2 separate regions of the Sus scrofa genome follow, and region 1 is linked to region 2. The links are chromatin contacts, called in public HiChIP or PLAC-seq maps. All regions are on one chromosome and are shown on one strand. Each heading gives the region's core, a stretch centred on a gene start, on an enhancer-like site or on the middle of the called end of the contact. The rest is flanking DNA. Distances are from core to core; before and after follow the strand shown. Region 1 has its middle 16 kb from the start of ZCCHC12. Region 2 holds the start of IL13RA1 (interleukin 13 receptor subunit alpha 1).

Region 1 (3,362 bases), core at 87-2,586, 63 kb before region 2:
CCTTTTTCCTCTTCTGTCTTTTTAGGGCCGCTCCCGAGGCATATGGAGGTTTCCAGGCTAGGAGTGGATTCAGCGCTGTAGCCGCCAGCCCACATCACAGCCACAGCAAGGCGGGATCCGAGCCGGGTCTGCAACCTACACCACAGCTCACGGCAACGCCGGATCCCTAACCCACTGAGCGAGGCCAGGGATCAAACCCGAGAACCCAAGTCCCCCTGGATACTAGTCGGGTTTGTAACAGCTGAGCCACAATGGGAACTCCACCACATTTTCAACATGCTTATGTTGCTCTTTATCCTGAGGGGGAAAATAACACAACAGATATATGCTTTGTACTGCCATTTGCAAAAACATTCCCTAGACATATTAAAAGTTAGCACTTGGTGGCACGCATATGTGTGTGTGTGTGTGTGTGTGTGTGTGTGTGTGTACATGCACAAATGGGCAGGGGTTTTTTTTCCCCCAAGGAAAACCATGTGTTGGTTGTGTAAGAACTTTCTAATTTCAAGGCCAAACTTGAGTTTTCACTTCTTTTACAGATGTCTCATTGCTGTTATAAAGAATTTCTGGAGTCCAGTTGGATACTAAACTAATGTTTAGTCATAGCAATCTGGAAAGGAAAAAAAGCTACTTTGTGGTGACAGAGCCACATGCACTACTAGCTGTCAACATAGTATGGTTTTGAGGGTCAACGATTGTTTGTTCCCAAATCCTTGCCCCACATATCACAGAGCATTGGTATTCAGAAATTCACCATGAGCCTTGTTGGATCCTGATTCTAACAAATTATAGAAAAAAATTGATGAGACAATTGGGGAAATGTGAACACTGATTGGATATTTGGCCACGGTGAGCAATTGCTGTTAATTTTTAAGTATAATAGTGGTATTGCAGTTAGGTTTTTATAAAAAGTTAGTTTTTAAAGATATATACCAACCGACATATATATACAGATGAAATGATACAACGTTTGGGATTAACTTTAAAATAATTCATTGTGTGTGGGGAGGGTAGAGAATGGGTGGAGGTGCAGATGAAATAATATTTCCCATGTTAATAATTGTTGAAGCCGGATGATGAGCACACGGTCAGTCAGTCATCGTTAACAAGCTTGCTACTTTCATATTTGTACTTTTCCATAATAAAATATTTTCAAAAATCTACCATGGAAGTGGTAGCATGGTTTGGGGGAGGCTCCCTGTAATATACATCTGATCCAAGAATAATAATCCGCAAACATCCTGGCCCTTCCTTGACTACATTAGCAAAGAAAAACTGCTCAACTGTCTTAAAAGGAAGCACAGGCCAAAAGGAAGAGGAAATGAGGCAGGGCAAGTCTGAAAAGAGGAAGCTGGACAACCCTGGAACATGGACCCTTGCCAGAATGGACAAGCCACGGCCAGCCACTGAAAGAGAGCATTTGGAGGCTGGCAGTGGCTGGAAAGAGAATCAAAGAGTAGACTCAAACGGGAAAGGTATCTTGTATATGCCTGTTGGTGATGGCTAGTGGGATGCAGCTTGAATAGCGAAGCTGTAAAACCAACTCCAGCTTTTGGGTAGAGCTAGCTTTGTCTCCCCTTGAGTGCCTTTGGAAACATCATGAAGATACGACATTTAGAATGTATTCTTCATCCAGTCCTCAGGTCAAACAATAACTCATGGAATCATCCTCTGTTTTCGTCAACATTTTCAAATCTACCAGTCTTGGGTCAGCTGCCATTTATCTATATCTGCTCCCATTGTTGTTCTCCAGACAATTCAAAGTTACCCTTTTACTGATTATGAATGTTAGACCTGAAGGGGCTCCTGCAGATCACTTACTCCTTTTCACAGGACAGGAGACTGAAACTAAGAGGAAGGAAGTGACTTGTCCAGCATGGGACATGGTAGGCACGCAATAAATATCTGTTGAGTCTAAGATGTGGTACATACTGGTATGACCCTACCAAGAAATTATAGCTGGTGTCAGATCTGATTGGTTGGTGCCCATGTCACATAGTTTTAGCATCATTCCTGGTTGAAAAAAAAAATGAAGAAATAAATAGGAGTTCCCTTTGTGGCTCAGCAGTAATGAACCTGACCAGTATCCATAAGGACTCAAGTTCGATCCCTGGCCTTGCTCAGTGCGTTAAGGATCCGGCATTGCTCTCAGCTGCTGTGTAGCTTGCAGATGGGGCTTGAATCTGATGTCGCTGTGGCTGTGGCATAGGCTGGCAGCTGTAGCTCCAATGTAACCCCTAGCCTTGGAACTTCCATATGCTGTGGGTGTGGCCCTAAAAGGACAAAAAAAGAAAAAAAAGCAAGCAAGCAAGCAAGCAAGCAACGTTTGATTGTCCCTGACTTACAGGCCTTCTTCCTCTGTAACTCTAGTTCTGGTCTCCGCGGGACCCCTATGTGCAGACAGAGCAGCTCTTGGCTGTGAAGGTCACAGATAATCCAGGCCTCCTCTCGGGGCTGAGTTTCATTGCTTGTCTGTTAGCTTCCATTAGTGCCCCAGGGACTGGCAAGCTTTATTTTGGGTTGCACAGAGGAACCTACTACAAACGTCACACATTCAAAGTTTGCGCCGCACTCCCATCCTGAGAAAATTGTTAGTTTGGGCTCCGAACTATTTTACTGTTGAGGAACAGCTATCCGGCATTGTTTTTCCAGTTTTCATGCACCCCAGGAGCAAGGGGAGAAAGCAGATCTGTGGGTTTGTTGTTTTTTTTTAAATTCTGACAACTGCAAAATGGCACCATTTCATTCTTTTTAACAGCTGCATAACATATGGTTTATTTTATTGACATCTTGAACTAACTCTAGAACGTGGATCCTTTTAATCAGCATTTTACAGATGAGACAGGAAAAAAAGAAAACAGAAAAGAAAGCAAAAGCTACCTTTGATTTTAAGTATTTTTAGAAATATAAATAAGAGAGTTAAGATTCGAATTCTAACATTCTCAGAGTCTAATATTGCTAACTAGATTTATACCATATTTTCTTTCTAAAGTAGTACAATTAGAAAAGGTCATGCCATGACAAATTCAGTACAATGAAGGTTAATGGTATAATAAGATATTGTAAAAGCAAGATATATTGCTGCACTAGGACTGTCATTTTCATATAAGAAGGAATAAAGAATTGGTGCCAAAATAAAAGTGCAGTCATAGTCATCACTTACTGAAGTTCACTTTATGTTTTTTTAATGTCTCTTGCATTCTACTTTTTAAAAAAATTTTATTGAAGTATAGTTGATTTATAACAGCGTGCTAGTGTCAGGTGTACGGCACAGCTATTCAGTTCTCTTTCATCCATATACCCATCTAGCTATCTACCAACCTAATATCTATTCTTCAGATTCTCTTCCCTTATAGGTTATT
Region 2 (3,562 bases), core at 380-2,879:
GATTTCCCCAAGTAAACTACAGGCACTTGGGGGGGGGGGGCGAGGATTACACTGTACATTCTAAGGTTCTAAGTGAACCTACAGAGCCTGGCTCAGTACTAAACAAGAAAAGCACTTGAATTTTTATTTATTTATTTATTTATTTATTTTTGTCTTTTTAGGGCTGCCCCTGGGGCATATGGAAGTTCCCAAACCAGGGGTTCAATCGGAGCTGCAGCGGAGGGCCTACGCCAGAGCCACAGCAAAGTGGGACCCCTGAGCAGTGTCTGCAACCTACACAGCAGCTCAGGGCAACGCGAGATCCTTAACTCACTGAGCGAGCCCCGGGATTGAACCCACATCCTCACAGATACTAGTTGGGTTCGTTACTGCTGAGCCACAATGGAAAGTCCTCACTTGAATTATTAGCTGACCAACTTCAAACCTCCCCAGGTCTCTATTCCAAGGCCACCTTTTCAGTGGAGGTCTTCCTACTCCACCTTATTTACAATGGCAGCCCCCTCCTCTGCGTTGTTTTCCTCCAAAGTACTTCTCGCCATCTGACATACCTTATATTTCACTCCCGCCCCCCTTTCTCAGACTCTGCCAACTGCAGAGAAGCACCAAAGGGCAGGGACTCTGTTTTGCTCATCTGCGGCATTCTCAGCCCCTAGAACACAGCCTGGCAGTGAGCCGGCTCTGCACACGTTTTGTTGACTGAATCAACACAGGGCAGCGAGGTTTCCTAATCAACATTTCAACTTGGGTTTCAAAGTACAACACGCTGGTGAAATTGCAATAAACAAAACTGGAAGCGTTTGTGTCAACATGACAATAAAACCTATCGACTTTGGATCTACTATCCTCACCAAGAAGGTCCGGAAAAAGCCATCCCTGAGCAACTCATCAGCCCCCACTTTTCACAGTAACTCTTGGTTGATTAATTTGAAATTGCCGCACGGGGGGGGGGGAGGGGCATACACGAACGCTCTATGTTTGCAACTTTTCTGTAAATTGAAAATTATTCCAAAGTATAAAGGTTGCTTTTTTTTAAAGGAAAATATTAAAGAAAGGCATCCACGCGGATGCTGCTCCGGGTTTCCCACTGGATTTCTTGGACGCCAGAGGAGGCCGTGACCCTCACGTCCTTTTCCTTCAGGAACTAGGAGCCTCAGAGGTTGCCTCCAACTCTCACTCCCTCACTAGACCCGCTGCGCTAGAAGCCCCGGCGGGTCCCCGGCTCGCCGGGACCTCGGTCGCCGTCCCCGCGGGCTTCTGGGCCCTCAACCCCTCCCGGGCTCACGGGCCACATGCCCGGTCCCGACTCCGCGGCCACGGACTCGTTTCGGTCCGGCCCCGGGCTCCTCGGCGCTTCCCGACGGCCAAGGGACGTCCTCCGGCCCCTCCGCCGCTCTGGGTCCTTCACCTCGAGCCGCACGCGAGTGGCGGCGGCGGCGGCGGCCGCGGGGGCATCGCGGAGCCCGCCCCCGGCGCCCACCGCCGCCCTCGGCCCGGCGGGCCTCTCGGCCGCGACCCCCGCCGCCCCGGGCCCCAGGGGCCGCACTACTCACCTGCGGGCGCGGCCAGCCCGCCGCCGCCGGCGCAGAACAGCAGCGCCCACAGCCCGTAGAGCCGCGCCGGCCGCTCCATGCAGCCCCTCGCTCGGAGCCCGGCCGGGCAGCAGCCGCGGCAGTCTCCGCCTCCTCCGCTCCCTCTCCCACTTCCCGGCTCCGCCGCCCTGGAGGCCGGGGGCCGGCGCAGACGGGAAGGGCCGCCCCGCCCACCGGCCGCAGGTAACCCCTGGCGGCCGGCGCGGGTGGAGGGGCGGGGCGTCGGTGGCTCCCGCAGCGGCTTCTGCTGCGCAACACCTGGCCCTGCCGCAGCCCAGTCCCCCGCCCCGAGGCGGATCGCCGGCCAAACGGAACTTCCCCGACCGCGTCGCGGCCCGGCCCCCGCGCCTGCAAGCCGAGCGGACCGTGCAGACCGGCGGAGCCCCGGACGTGCTGGGGGAGCTGTATTCCACCGGGCTCCCCGGGCAGGGCCTTCTCTGGGAACGAGCCTTGGCCTGGGAGTCTGGAGACGCGGCTTCCAAACGTGGGCCTCTGAGCCCTTGTTTCCTAAACTCTGACTCCCGAGTTAGTAATCCCAGGTCTGACCTCAGAGGGTGGACTTGGAAGACCAGAGGAGGGGATGTGGCGGGAGCATGCTTTGTAAACAGGATGAAAAGTATATTTGAAATCTGTTGATAATGGGGGGGGAGGAAGCAAAAATTGTAAATATGACCGACAGTGCCATACTATATACTTGGATTTTTAAAAATGTTTCCTTTTTTGGCGGCCCCACGACATATGGAATTCCCGGGCCAGGGATCCTATCCAAGTCGCAGTTGCTACCTAGGCCGCAGCTGCAGCACCGCAGGATCCTTAACCCGCTGTGTCTAGCCAGGAATCAAACTGGCGTCCTAGCGCTCCCAAGAGGCCACCGAACCCGTTGCGCCACAAAGGGATGTTTTTAAAGCTCACGACCAACTTTCTACATACTGCTTTTTCATACATATAGAGAGATGGAAGGTGGGTGGCTGAGGCTTAATGTCGCTGGGGATGGAGGAAAAGAGGAACCCTTGGTTTCCTATGGCTGCTGTAACAAATTACCACGAATTGACTAAAAACACCCCAGTTTTATTATATTAGCGTTCTGGAGGTCAGAAGTCCCACTAGGGTAAAATCAAGGCGTGGCTGGAGCTGTTTTCCTTCTGGAGGTTCTAAGGGAGAATCTGTCTCCATGCCTTTTCCAGCTTCTGGAGGCCGACTGCATTCCTTGGCCCCTTTCTGTACCACTCAGACCTCTGCTTCCCTTAGCACATCTCCTGCTCTGACTCTGACCCTCCTGCCTTCCTTTTTCTTTTTTGAGAAGCCTTGTAATTAGATTGCACCTACCAGATATCCAGAAGGAACTAGTGGTTAGCAGTGGGACGGGAGGAGTGGGAGGTGCAAACTATTGGGTATAAAATAGGCTCCAAAGGGAGTTGCCCGTCGCGGCTCAGTGGTTAACAAACTCCACTAGTATCCACGAGGATGCAGGTTCGTATTCCTGACCTCACTCAGTAGGTTAAGGATCCAGCGTTGCCAAGAGTTGTGGTGTAGGTCGAAGATGCGGCTCAGATCACATGTTGCTGTAGCTGTGGTGTAGGCCAGTAGCAACAGTTCCAATTCAACCCCTAGCCTAGGAATCCCCATATGCCTCAGGTGCTGCCCTAAGAAGACAAAAGATGAAATAAATAAATAAAACAGGCTACAAGGATGTAGTCTACACTGGGGATATAGCCAATATTTTATAATAACTGTAAATGAAGTGTAACCTTTAAAAATATATAATTTTTTAATGTTAAAGGAAAAAATAGATGGAGCCTACTAGATAATCCATGATAATCTCCCCATCTCAAAATCCTTTACTTAATCACACCTACGAAGTCACTGTTGCCATATAAAATAACCAGCGTATTCATAGTGGTCTCGGATTAAGACATGGACACTGTTGAGGGGGTATTATTCTGTCACCACCCCTCAAAAAAGATTCAAGTCTG

The links. HiChIP or PLAC-seq counts read pairs in DNA pulled down with a chosen protein or histone mark.
Region 1: a contact with region 2 is called in an H3K27ac HiChIP or PLAC-seq map of alveolar macrophages. The contact joins the enhancer-like site here to the promoter of IL13RA1 in region 2. A contact is called at or near these places in 1 of 5 promoter capture datasets (liver), 4 of 47 Hi-C or Micro-C datasets (embryonic fibroblasts, fibroblasts, retroperitoneal adipose tissue and 1 more) and 2 of 2 datasets of contacts at active chromatin or transcription factors (alveolar macrophages and skeletal muscle).

The regions. Positions count from the first base shown.
Region 1 is chrX:97,362,120-97,365,481 of Sscrofa11.1, reverse strand. No RefSeq gene overlaps it. Among named protein-coding and RNA genes, the nearest start is that of ZCCHC12, 16 kb to the left of the region's middle. Within about 2 kb of position 1,336, at least 3 of the 83 cell types and tissues checked have an H3K27ac peak or open chromatin away from gene starts, as enhancers often do. A contact at or near this core is called in alveolar macrophages and retroperitoneal adipose tissue, where this site is marked.
Region 2 is chrX:97,299,027-97,302,588 of Sscrofa11.1, reverse strand. IL13RA1 (interleukin 13 receptor subunit alpha 1) reads right to left here and starts at 1,629. Exons shown (of 11, transcript NM_214341.1): 1 at 1,551-1,629. The coding sequence starts at 1,629.